Regions from separate parts of the Danio rerio genome. Here region 2 is linked to region 1. The links are chromatin contacts, called in public Hi-C maps. All regions are on one chromosome and are shown on one strand. Each heading gives the region's core, a stretch centred on a gene start, on an enhancer-like site or on the middle of the called end of the contact. The rest is flanking DNA. Distances are from core to core; before and after follow the strand shown. Region 1 has its middle 16 kb from the start of perm1a. Region 2 overlaps LOC137489184 (a long non-coding RNA gene).

What was found. Hi-C and Micro-C count contacts between places; a contact is called where the count stands out from the background.
Region 2: a contact with region 1 is called in a Hi-C map of an unstated tissue, with 5 times the contacts expected there. The contact joins two enhancer-like sites. A contact is called at or near these places in 2 of 18 Hi-C or Micro-C datasets (caudal fin and an unstated tissue) and 1 of 4 datasets of contacts at active chromatin or transcription factors (caudal fin).

What each region holds. Positions count from the first base shown.
Region 1 is chr23:26,212,694-26,219,516 of GRCz12tu, reverse strand. No RefSeq gene overlaps it. Among named protein-coding and RNA genes, the nearest start is that of perm1a, 16 kb to the right of the region's middle. Within about 2 kb of position 4,031, at least 17 of the 62 cell types and tissues checked have an H3K27ac peak or open chromatin away from gene starts, as enhancers often do.
Region 2 is chr23:26,258,017-26,264,839 of GRCz12tu, reverse strand. The region is part of intron 5 of LOC137489184 (a long non-coding RNA gene); the gene reads left to right. Among named protein-coding and RNA genes, the nearest start is that of perm1a, 62 kb to the right of the region's middle. Within about 2 kb of position 3,144, at least 20 of the 62 cell types and tissues checked have an H3K27ac peak or open chromatin away from gene starts, as enhancers often do.

The sequences.
Region 1 (6,823 bases), core at 2,782-5,281:
CGGAGCTGATTGCGCTGTGAGGAGTAATAGCTGCAGACCTGAGGGGTCAAAGGGCAACTCTCAGTCCATTCAGAGCGTGGTTAAATGAATGAGTAGTGACAGCCGTGCTCTTGTTATCAGCCTTGATGAGTGACGGGGTGAGTGAAGAGGGCTGCGTGTCCAGTGTTGGATTGTATTGGTCTGCAGGCATGCGGGATGTCAGAGCTAGAGTCAGTCAGTGCCTGGTCCCGCCGGTTCTCATTGTTTTTTTGGGTGCTGATAACCCGGGCGACCTCAGGGAAGCAGGTTGATCCATCAGTCTGTGTGTGGTAGAGGGTCTGTCAGACCTTTGTCATCAGATCACTCATTAACAAACACTTCCAGCAGCGGAGAATAGATCTGTGGTCAGTCTTGGTATGTTTAACTCAGAGCAAACAACACACACAGGCCGTGCAGGAGCTAGAGAGGATGCAGTGCGTCTGTTTGGGGGATTTTAATCATGTTGCTTTGCCAACTCCTGCTGGGTTTGCCGAGGATTAATAGATTTAAAATATGTTTTTCTTAGATACAGAAGTCTTCATAGTTAGATACATTATATAGTGGTGAATGGGAATCAATTGCTAAATTAGCTTTTTTTGTATTTCAATTTTATCCAATAACAAGAATGGCGGCTTATGGCACTGTGGCAACCCCTGATAAATAATGGTTTAAGCCAATAGAAAATTAATTAATTAATTAATAACAAGGATTATTATCCAATAAAAGTTTGTCATCATTACCTCAGATGCTATAATAGAAACATTGTTAAAAGTTAAATATATACAGTTGAAGTCAGAATTATTAGCCCCCTGAATTGTCTGCTTTGTTTATTTTTCCCCCAATTTCTGTTTAACAGGGTGAAGATTTTTTTTTAACACATTTCTAAACATAATAGTTTTTTAAATTTTATCTTTTGACAGTAAACAATATTTGACTAGATATTTTTCAAGACACTTCTATGCAGCTTAAAGTGACATTTAAAGGCTTAACTTGGTTAATTAGGTTAACTAGGCAAGTTAGGGTAAATAGGCAAGTTATTGCATAACAATATTTTGAAGACTAAAAATCGAAAAACAAATATATAGCTTAAAGGGGCGAATGATTTTACCCATATAATGGGTAAAAAATAAAAAAACTGCTTTTATTCTAGCCGAAATAAAACAAATAGGACTTTTTTCAGAAGAAAAAATATTATCAGACATGCTGTGAAAATTTCCTTGCTCTGTTAAACATCATTTGGAAAAAAAATTTAAAAAGAAAAAAAAAATCAAAGGGGGGGGGGGGGTAATAATTCTGATTTTAACTGTAGTATAGAGGTAGTGATAACAAAAACAGTATATAAACAAATAATTAGTATTTGTAGACTACTTTTGGATTACTTTTAGATTACTATTGACCTAACTTGGCTATTTAGTTTACATTTTTATGTATGTTTAAATTTAAACCCACTTTCAACAGTTCACACTTACCTGATGATTGGTTATAAGCTAGTTTGGCATGCTGTCCAGGGAGAGAGCCCTGAGCTCATGAGATCCTCGAGCCAGGGGCTCCCTCCCATTTGCAGGGTTAGAGTGGAGTTTGAGCTCAGGTATATCCCACCCCACACCCCTTCTGCTGCTTAAGGGTTGCTATGAGTGTGTGGTGCTGGTGTAATTTGAATATGGTTCTGATTTGGTTTAGTCAATTAACTTATATCTCATGTTTTGGACTGTGGGAGGAAACCGGAGGACCCAGGAAAAACCCCTTATAGAGGAAAAAGAGGAGGAGAGGGGTGGAAGGGGGGATTTTTCAAGACGAAGATGGCAAAAGATAAGATGCTTTGATTATTTATACTGAGTTAGGAATTGTCTGATTGGTGGTTCGTACATTAGCTTGAATTGGGGCTGGCAATCATAAGCCCGTGATCCTCTTGAAATTAGTTTATAAATAAACTTCATCTAACTTCAGAGACATGAATCACAATTTTTTTTTCTCAACATTGTGTGATAAATACATAATATATAAATTATATGTTCCACAGTATTTACTATTATATTCCTAAATTTAGTTTAATACTAAAACTAAATACCAGCTCATACTAAACACAATTAAACTAATTGAAATCTAAAAGAAATATCTTTAAATCTGTATAAACTGCTAAGGTCAATATTATTAGCCCCCAAGCAATTTTTTTCCCTAATAAGATATGAATATACTATTTGAGTTGTTGATAACCAATGTTGAGGGGAACACATTACAAGTAACTCAAGTTACGTAATAATAGTACTTTTCTGAATAACGTGTAAAGTAACGCATTAGTTTTAAAAATGACGTAATAATGTTTGAGTTACTTTTTTAAAAATGTAATGTGAGTTACTATTTAGTTGAATTAATTTGCTTTTAAAAACTAAATTGCTGAATTAAAATGAACACAGTCATGTTGAAGCCCGCACACAATGAGAGAATGCATGCAAGAACAGACAGAAACGAAGATGACAGAGACTTACATATCTGCGATGGAAATATTCTCATTATTTTGAACACATGGAGGAAAAGGAAAATTTCTGAATGGACAGTGATTTCACTTTTTAATAAGACATAAAGTATGAAAGTAGCAAATCTATTGCTTTAAACTTTCATTAATCTGTATATACAGCATGAATAGTGTCAGGAAGTTCTTCGAAGACAACATTACCCCACATACATTTTTTATGTGTTTTTTTAAGGTAAACAATGTATATTATGTGTGTTTTTAATTGTAAAACTCCTCTATTTAAATAAAAAATAAGAAAAGAAAAAACCTAAAACCCTGCAAGTTTTGAGAGAGATCAAGACTCAGCCAGGTCAGAAAGCGTTACTCAAAATAGGACCACACGAAATCTGCACACACAGAAATCTGCAAATTTTTAGGCTATCATTGAGTATTTATTTAGTTGTGTAAATGTGTGTACATTTATATTTATTCAGTCTTTTAAATAGTTTCAGTAATATTGTTGACTATATGAAAGTGTTCGTTTGATTTATTTACAATACAGTATGTAAAGTCACATTCTCTGTCTTTAAGTAGATGTATAATATGAGAGACTTGCTTTGTTTACCAAATAAGTGGATCTAATAGAATTTGCATTGTGAGCTTTAAATAAAAGTTAAAACTGTATAGTTTCTTATTTGATAAATTAAGTTTCTAGTTATGATACTTCCAAAATAATGTTTCTACTAAATTCTTCGCAAAAAGTGTCACCAGATGACCCCTATGCTCAAAAGTAACGTAACACATTACTTACCATAAAAAGTAACTAAGTAAAGCAACTAGTTATTTTGGGGGGAGTAACTCAATATTGTAATGCATTACTTTCTAAAGTAACTTTCCCCAACACTGTTGATGACTGTGGAAAATCTGGAAATGTATCAACAGCCTGTAAAAACTCCTTTATTATAATAACTAAGTTTTCTCCTTTCATTAGGTGATTTTATTTTATCTCTAAATATTATCAAACTTCACCAAATTTTAATTGGAGTAAAACAAGAATACATTTTTAACCATAACTCAAGGGTTAAATCAATTAGAAAACCACGCTTAAGGAAGCAATTGCACAATAACACATATTCCAGTGTGTTGTTAACTGTACTAATTAGCACGATTCCTCACATCTTGTGACATATGGAGGCCACATGTCTGTCTGAAAAGCTGATAAGCTGATAGCAAGCTGATGGCAAGCTCAACTGATGTATGAGTTCAGTGGCTAACAGAAAGAAGAAGAAAAAACAGAGATGATAGTTCACTAAGCTCAATACTCTTATCCTACAAATATTTACGAACTTTATCCAAAAAGCATCATTTATAGTAAAAGCTCAGCCCTTTAACGGATAAGAGGGATTCTATTACACAGTCATACCAAATCTCTGCAACTGGATAGGACAATGGAGGTGTGTTATTAACCTAAAAATAACACTCATCCTATTCCTGCCTGGGTGACCTTTAATGCTTCAGAAGTGACTCATCATGAAGAGGAAGGCTGTGGTCTGAGACCCTTCCCTCAAGCCTCCCCCTCAGGCCTGGAAGAGGAGAACACAGCCTGTCCTCCGCTGACTGAGATCCTGCTCATGTGGACCTCAGCCAGACACACATGAGTCACACAACACTGATTGCATTCATCTCTTCTGTTTCAGATCTTAACGTAAAGACAGAGCTTTTGTGCAAATAATAAATAATAATATCAATTAAAATAGGATCGACACGGTGGTGCAGTAGGTAGCACAATCGCTTTACAGCAAGAAGATTGCTGGTTCGAGCCTCTGCTTGGTCAGTTGGCAGTTCTGTGTGTAGTTTGCGTGTTTTCCAAGTGTTCGCGTGGGTTTCCTCTAGGTGCTCCAGTTTCCCCCACAGTCCAAATACATGTGCTGTAGATTAATTGCTTTAGCTAAACTGGCCGTGTTATATGTGTGGGAGTCGGTGTGTATGGATGTTTCCCTGAGATGGGTTGCAGCTGGAAGGGCATCCGCTGCATAAAATGTGCTGGATAAGTTGGTGGTTCATATGGCTGAGGGAACCCCAATAAAGGGACTAAGCTGAAAATGAATTATTGAATGAATTAATAAATATAAACAGGTAAAAAAAGCTTATCTCAGACTAATACAGAATAATTTTGACATTTGTAGTACTGTGAGGTCAAAAAATATGAAACAAAAGCTGCATTTTTAGCTTAACTTCTGTCTCTGGAGTCACATGATCTTTCAGAAATCATACCAATATTATCATTTGCTGAGGAACATGCACGGCTGTTTTATTTTGATCAGGTTATTATTATTGTCATCAATACTGAAAACTATATTGTCTGCTTTATGTTGTGAAAATTATTTATAGGAAGATCAAACTGACAACATTTATTGGAAAAATATATTTTTTTAAATAATAAGAATACTGTAACGTTTATTTTTTTATTTTTCAAATATTATTATAATTGTATTCTTTGTATTTATTATTATTATTTTCCATTTTGCTGTATTTTTAACCATTCCTGTCAAAATTGTATTTTCAATATAAAAGTTTGTTAATTTATTAAGGTTCAATAAAAGGGAAAAAATTACAACCTTGATTGTCCTAAATGTTTTGTTAAAGCTTTAGAAAATAATCACAAATAAATGTTTTTTTTAAGAAATAACTGAAAAGAAAATAATAATAATGTACTTTTATATAGCACTTTTAAAACTTAGTTCTCAAAGTGCTTTACACAAAAAAGATACAGATATAAGAACTGCTTAGAGTAGCAGTACAATAGAAACATTCAAATTAGATAAAACATTAAAAATCTAGAAACAGATAATAAACTGGTAAAAGTGCATAGGCGAGTGTAAAGTTTTGTGTTTTCAATGATGATTTAAACAATCTAAAAGATTCAGCGTGTCTAATGTCATAGGGGAGAGAGTTGCAGAGCCTCGGAGCCAAGGAAAAGAAAAGGTATAGAGTGCAGACGAGTAGAGGGGACTGTTAAAAGACCAGAGTTGGAGGAACAGAGTTTACATTTTGTGTTTACTGACTTTAAGTCGATTTCAATAAATTTAAGGTGTCGTTTAGGGTTTAAACGATTTACTTAAAGGTTTTTAATTGTAATATACAGTGCATTCTGCAATAAATAAATCAATAATTAAATAAAGTAGCATAGCTGTTTTGAATATTAATGATAATAATAAAATGTAATAATAATTCAAAAAGCACTAAATGAGCATTTTAATAATTTCTGAAAGGTCAGCGAAGACTAGATGCTTTCTATTTGAATAATTGTGATTAGATTTTAAATAATAAAAAGTTATTATATTTCTTTCTTTTTTATTTACATTATTTCATTCAATATTTTATTGCAGCCTTGCTGAGCAGAAGGGACTTCTTTTCAAAACAGTAGTGTCCATAAAAGGAACTTCATGTGATTTAGGACTTCTGACAAGTGATAAAAAAAAAAAAAAAAACATTTCTACACTGAAATAAAGACAGCATTCCATTCAGTTCCTAAAGCCAAAAGTAACTTATTGATCCATAAGGAACATTTTATAAGAAAAAGTATACTTATATGTTTAACGTATAAGATGGTATCTTTACATATGACAAATAAAGCTGAATATTGACATAAAAGTGAACTAAAGTGTGTTTGGTGAACATGAGATGAGAATTCCTTTTTCAGTCTTCTTAATTTATTCTCTTCTGCCACCTTGTGGCCCACAATGAAACAAGCCAGAGATCACCGCTTCAAAAACTCTAAAGTTTTAAAAGATTTAATTTTAGTATTTATTATTTAATTATTTCAATACTTTCAAAAACTATTTTTTATGCTTATTGTCGTTTTAATGCCATAACATGACAAGTAACAACAGTAAGTTACTTATACTATTAATTGCAATAGCCTATATATTTTTATTTCAAATATATATACATAGCTGAAGTCAGAATTATTAGCCCCCCTATGAATTTTATTTTCTTTTTAAAATATTTCCCAAATGATGTTTAACAGAGCAAGGACATTTTTACAGTATGTCTGATAATATTTTTTCTTCCGGAGAAAGTCTTATTTGTTTTATTTAGGCTAGAATAAAAGCTGTTTTTAATTTTTTGAAAGCCATTTTAAGGTCAAAATTATTAGCCCCTTTAAGCTATATTTTTATTCGCTAGTCTACAGAACAAACCATCGTTATACAATAACTTGCCCAATTACCATAACATGCTTAGTTAACCTACCTAATTAAGCTTGTCACTTTAAGCTAGAAGTGTCTTGAAAAAAAAATCTAGTCAGACATTTACTGTCATCATGGCAAAAATAAATCAGTTTATTAGAAA
Region 2 (6,823 bases), core at 1,895-4,394, 46 kb before region 1:
AGGCTGCAATTCCATACCTGCAACTTTTGGTGAAGTATGAGAAACATGTCTAGTCGAAACCCAAAGCAGGAAGCCCGTGGTGTCTGATGGCTCGAGGCAGGATGAATGTGACGCTGCCAGCTTCACTGACATTTCACAATTATAAAAGCCGTTTCAATTACGAATTCCAATAGATGAGAGACCAACTGACTGTATGAAAGACTCTTGTGATACTAACAAAGTAATTGCACTACTGGGCTTAGCTGCATTGTTTACCGGGTCACGCAGTGTTGTTTTTTTTTTTTGTTTTTTTTTTTGCTTGTTTTTTTTTTTTTTTTTGAGTGACAGAAGAAACAATATGAACCTTTAAAGGGAGACACTGTATGCAGGCAAATATTTGAAAGAAAGAAAGAAAGAAAGAAAGAAAGAAAGAAAGAAAGAAAGAAAGAAAGAAAGAAAGAAAGAAAGAAAGAAAGAAAGAAAGGAAAATAAAAAGGAAAAAAATAGGATAAACAATATCAAAATCATAATAAATAAAAAACCCACCCACATAATCAACTTGTTTTAAAAGACCTGTTTGATTCTGCTTCTTCCAAATCAGACATTTCATACAGAAGCAGTTCCCTTATTTACCCAACCGCCCCGCTGAAATGCATATAAATCATTTCCTTGATTTGAATGACACTCATAAACATTTGATTTCAGATATTTATCATTTAATAAATGATATGGGAGGATCTATGGGATAACATTTTAGCCCAGGTGCATTCCTCTTCATTATGTGCTAGACATGGTTTGATGCTGTATAAAATATTATTTAGAGCTCACTTAACCAATGCTCAGTTGGCTAATTTCTTTCTAGATAGGAGCTCTTGTAATCCTTGGAAATATTCCCCTGCTGACCATCTACATGTGTTATGGACATGTCCACTGCTGGTCAGGTAATTTTAATACATTCAATAAAGCCCTTAAATGTACAACCTGATCCTTTGCTAGCCCTCTTTGGTGTATCCCTTGGACCTGATTTGACAGTATGTGACAGCAAGGTTTTTGCCTTTACCACAATTTTATCCAGACGTGCCATACTTTTAAAGTAAAAACACCCAATTAATTAATTTGAATAATTTGTATTTTTCCCATCTGTATCCAGTTATTCTGATGTCATGTTCCTATGTATTTAATATTCTAAATTTGGTATTTATTTATTTATTTATTTATTTATTTATTTATTTATTTATTTATTTATTGTTTCGTTGAGTTAATGAATGAGAGGTTAAGGGATGGGATTAATAATGGACAATACGTTACTGTTTACCTCTCAATATTTAATTTGTATTGTCATAAAAAAGACCAATAAAAAAGATTGAAATAAAAAGGCCTGTTTGAACTACAGAGCATGATGATGAAGCATATTAATACATTACAAAAGAGATGCATTAATCCACAAGGTTTTTTTAAGGTAGCAGATAAAAGGACTCAAAATTTTGACAAATTTTTTTAGTTTTCTTTTCAAATAGTATCTAATCTGCTCCAAATGTAACATAGAGGAATTTCTTCCAAGCAACAGTTTACATGTAGGGGATTCCTTTTTTCAAAACAGTCGCAGTAGCATTTTGGCAGTATAACAATATGAGAGCAATTTCTTTTGTTTATTTGACACAAATGTGTTTGTTCAGAGAATTAAAAGCATTGGATCCGGTTGTAATTGCAACTTCAACACCTCTGAAAACTCTTCAAAAATTCCATTCCAATAATTCTGTATCTTAGAACAAAAAAATAAAACTGTGAGATAGATCCGCATCTGATGATTTATGTTTGTTGTTTATTAGTGTTGGTTGGTTTATTAATATCCTTTAAACCTGATTTATTCTGAAATTTCCACTCCCAATTCTTTCTCCCACACTTCTTTAAGACATTTTGTGGAGAGGGAAGTAACGGATTGTAGTTGTTCATGAATTATTAATAATGCTTTTTTACTACCTTTACACCAGTCAAGGCATTTGTCAATGATTGAAGGGTTGTACTATCCAATCAAGATGTATGGGCATGTAAGTAGTATCCTAATAAGTAAACATCTAAATTTAAATGTCTGTTTTAATTGATTAAATAAAGCTAGATTTCCATTAGCGAAAAGGTCCCCTAAAGTATGTGCACCCATTTCCTTCCATTGCGTAAAAGTCCCATATTGTTGATAAAATAAATGATGGATTCTTAGCAATAGTAATTAAAAGAGATATTGGCTTTATCCAAAAATGTTGTTTCATCTGTTTCCAGATGCAATGAATATTCCGGATTTAGATATTGCTGTTAAAAATTTCACCTTCTAAAAATCTCTTTATATTTTAATTTTAATACAATTTCTCCCTTTCACTGATAAATCTCTAATTCAGCTTAAATGCACTAAACTTTAGTTTTATTTATATTGATATTTAGATTTAGAATTTTCATACATTTCATTCATTTTGCATGATTTTATACAACAAACTGCTGTACAAAAAGTGCAAACAATTGTTTTTTTTTTTCCTGACGTTTTAAAAAAGATGCCTCAGTCACCTCTCATAAAACCTTTAACTAAAATATGTAGAAAAATATGCAAAATATCACATGCCTGTATGTAATTAAATGAAAAAAATGAAAATGACCTCACCGTGTACTCTCCCTGATTTGGTTTTAAACCTATATGAGTTTCTTTCTTCTATTGAACACAAAAGAAGAAATTTTGACCAATGCTGGTTGCTGTGACAAATTGGTAGGGAAAATATATTATGGAAGCGAATGGGTGCCAGCTACCAGCATTTTTCAAAACATCTTCATTGGTGTTCAAAAGAAGAAAGAAACTCATAGGTTTACGTTAATGGTGAATAAATGAAAACTGTCATTTAAATAATTTCTCATTTGCATATTTAGATGTTTAAAACAAGAAAAATTTTTTCAATTCTTATATATATATATATATATATATATATATATATATATATATATATATATATATATATATATATATATGTATGTATATATAAAATGTTTTTGCCCTATTTACCTCGGAGTCTATACGTGTGCGTCTTTAGACACCTGCCTTATTTCTGGGCAGCTCAGGTTACAGCGATGAGGCAAGATCTGGCCAATGGGCTGCTGTGAGAACGGGGAATGAAGGTGGTGGGAACTCTCCTCCTTCTTTCTCTTTCTGTCGCTCTCCTCCTCTGTCTGTGCTGTGACAGCAGCCGCTTTACACAGCCTTACCTGGGAAACTCACACAAGTTAAGGGAGGGGCCTGCAGACTCATGAATACAAAACAAAACCTTTTACTAACAGGTGAGTTACTGAAGTCAAGTGTGTTCAATTTACTCCGTTTTTTTTTTTTTTTTTTCTTCCCCTTATTTCATTCATTCATGGCATTGGGCTTTACATCAGCCTATCTTGGCACTATTCAGAATAGAAAGAAAAGAAAGAGAGAAACAAAATAGAGGCAAAGTGTGGGAACTTTTCCTCCTTCCTTTATTCCAATCTGAATAGTTTCATTGTTGTTAACCCTGTAGATGCCGGTTGGAGTGCACCTGTGGCATATGCACTGATAATATTGTGGCATTTTCAGCATTTCTCAAGTAGATTTATTTGTAAATAGCAGATTAAGTCAGGGTTCTTTCTTTCTTTCTTATAAAGTAATTTTTTAACTTATTATTTTTAGTTAGTTTGATGTAAGTTGAGATGATTGAATGATGATACTTTTATATAGTTTATTATGCTGATGTATATGAGTTTTTAAGTGTGGATGTAATATGCGTCTATATTACATTTAATAAAATATTATAATGTTTTACAATTATTAAATAATATAAATATGTTAAATATAGATTGTGTAATGTAATTGACTTTTAATTAATACTGTAAATATTGACAATATTGATTATATTATATTGAATTATTAAACAGATATCAAATATCTTAGACAGACAGACAGACAGACAGACAGACAGACAGACAGACAGACAGACAGACAGACAGATAGATAGATAGATAGATAGATAGATAGATAGATAGATAGATAGATAGATAGATAGATAGATAGATAGATAGATAGATAGATAGATAGATTGATAGATAGACTGATAGATAGACTGATAGATAGACTGATAGATAGACTGATAGATAGATAGATAGATAGATGTTCATCACAGTTAAAATGGTTAGAGCTTCATTCATGCTGTGCAAGAATATTGGTTTCACACAATCACTGCTGCAGATCCAATACTGCCACCCATAGGTGATGGAAGGTATTGTGATTAATTATTTAGACACCTTCAAAATTCCTCATAATATCATTTTCTTTGCTAGTTTAGAAAACGTTAATACAATATTACATGAACTTTGTCAAAAAAAAATATCTGGGTTATGTCAAATAAGCTTGATAGAAAGGTCAGTATGTGATAGATTACAATCAACTACAATACTTTGTTGTCCACCATTAGTTGTCAACCAGTTCATCAATATATGACTCGATGCAACAGACTTTTCAGTCCCTTTTGGTTTTTAGTAAAATTAGCCTATTTTTTTGTCGAATCAAATTAACTCTTCAAGTCATCTGAACTTACTTTAGTCAAACTGAGAAAAAAATTACATTAAACCTGATTAACCTATTAAAATAAATTAAAGTAGCATAAAAACAGTTCTCAAGAAGTTTTGTCATTTTTTACAGTGTAGCATCTTGTTTTTTTGTTATATACTGTCATATTTAACAAAAAACATTGTTTTGTAGGGGTTGCAATGTCTTACAACTAACTGTAATAGACAAAATAACAGAAATTGATTACAGTTTTGAATTACAGTGTAATTACTGCTTACATAGAAAATATTTAACTATTTACATAGAAGCCATATTTGTGCCTACACTGCATATTCACCTTTTCTAAATCCTAAATTCTAAATTCTTCTAGAAAAAATAGAGGAATTTTTCTCAGCCGGGTCCTGTAAAGTATATGATGGCCAACTTTACGCCCACATGACGCTTCTCTAGGCAAAGGACACTTTCCCCCCTAGACTTTACACCCTGTATTTGTTGCATTCTGAAGAATATACTTTTGCTTTACATATGCTTTACATCTACTTTTACATACAGTATGTTTATGGTTTTGTTGTATGCTACTGTAATATTTGGCCTAATAAATATTTTTTGTTTCTTCATGTCATTGGTGTTTACAGTGTACCTGTTACTCCTCTCACTATTTTAACTGTAGAACGTTATATTGAAGTGTAGATATAAGCCTATGAGAGAATGAAGAGCTTTAGATTTAGAACAACAGTGTTTGGATGGTATATCCAAACATTTTCTATTATGAAAGACGTGTTTGCCATTTGATGCAAATGCTTCATTCTGATATGTGTTTATGGCATTTTGAATGCAGTGTTACAATTTGAGGCATTTTGAGAATTGTGTGTACAGTTTTGAAAAAAGGTGACACTGTTTCATTCATTCATTTATTCATTTTCTTGTCGGCTTAGTCCCTTTATTAATCCGGGGTCGCCACAGCGGAATGAACCGCCAACTTATCCAGCAAGTTTTTACGCAGCGGATGCCCTTCCAGCAGCAACCCATCTCTGGTAAACATCCACATACACATTCACACACACACTCATACACTACGGACAATTTAGCCTACCCAATTCACATGTCTTTGGACTGTGGGGGAAACCGTTGCACTGGGAGGAAACCCACGCGAAGGCAGGGAGAACATGCAAACTCCACACAGAAACACCAACTGAGCCGAGGTTCGAACCAGCGACCCAGCGACTTTCTTGCTGTGAGGCGACAGCACTACCTAGGTGACACTGTTTTGAAAATGTATAAGCAGTTGGAAAAAACTGCAACAGACTCAGAACATGCAACAGAAACACTGATACCATATATCAAAAATAATAAAGGTACGTGTGAACTTGAAAAGCATTCATCACTATGCCTGAGTGTGTACCTTGTATTCCTAACTTTGTGGAGGCCAAATGTCCCAGTTAATATTTTGACTTTTTTGAGAAAAAGTGTTATGGGAAGTCCACATAAAGATATAATTTGTATGTGTGTGTGTGTGTGTGTGTGTGTGTGTGTGTGTGTGTGTGTGTGTGTGTGTGTATGCGCGCACTGGCATGGGTTGGGTATGAATGGTAAAGCCAAGTGTATATATTCATCACACCTCAGTGTGAAGATTGCTCCTCATGGCCTACATTTTACAACACTGCCTGTAAATGTGCTGAGGCTGGACCTTCTACTACTTTTAAACTGTCTGCACTGTTGTGGCCTTTGTTTGAGGGGCTTTAAAATCTTAAATTTCAGGTCTTAAAATTCAGACTTCCAGTAATTTTGTGAGCTCAATTCCATGTGAATAATTGTATTATTTTTATTTTTAAATTGTTAGCCTTTGCAAGCATTTTCTACTACAATCTTCATTGGTCTTATAGAGTAGTGAAGTGTGTTTTGCATTAATGCTGCAGGATCGACAGGAATGTGTGCGGTGTGTGTTGCAGACGATTGATTGAGAGCAGGAAAACAGGAGGTGAGGACAAAAATGCTGTTAAGAAACTCACTGAAACTCTGAAAGCATTTACATGCACAACAATACACTGATAACCATCAAATTGCAGCTCATTATGAAAAAACAGGGCACTGAAAGAAAAACGGATGAGATTTGAAATTACATCGCTTTCCTCCGGTTTTGGTATCAAACTGTAAACGAACATGCTTACTTAGGCAAAGTGTTTACATGCAAAGCAGAACTACTGTATATAACAATATATAACAATAGCAAAGACTAATAAATAAATGAATACATCTATTTATTTATTTATAACTATTGTTTTC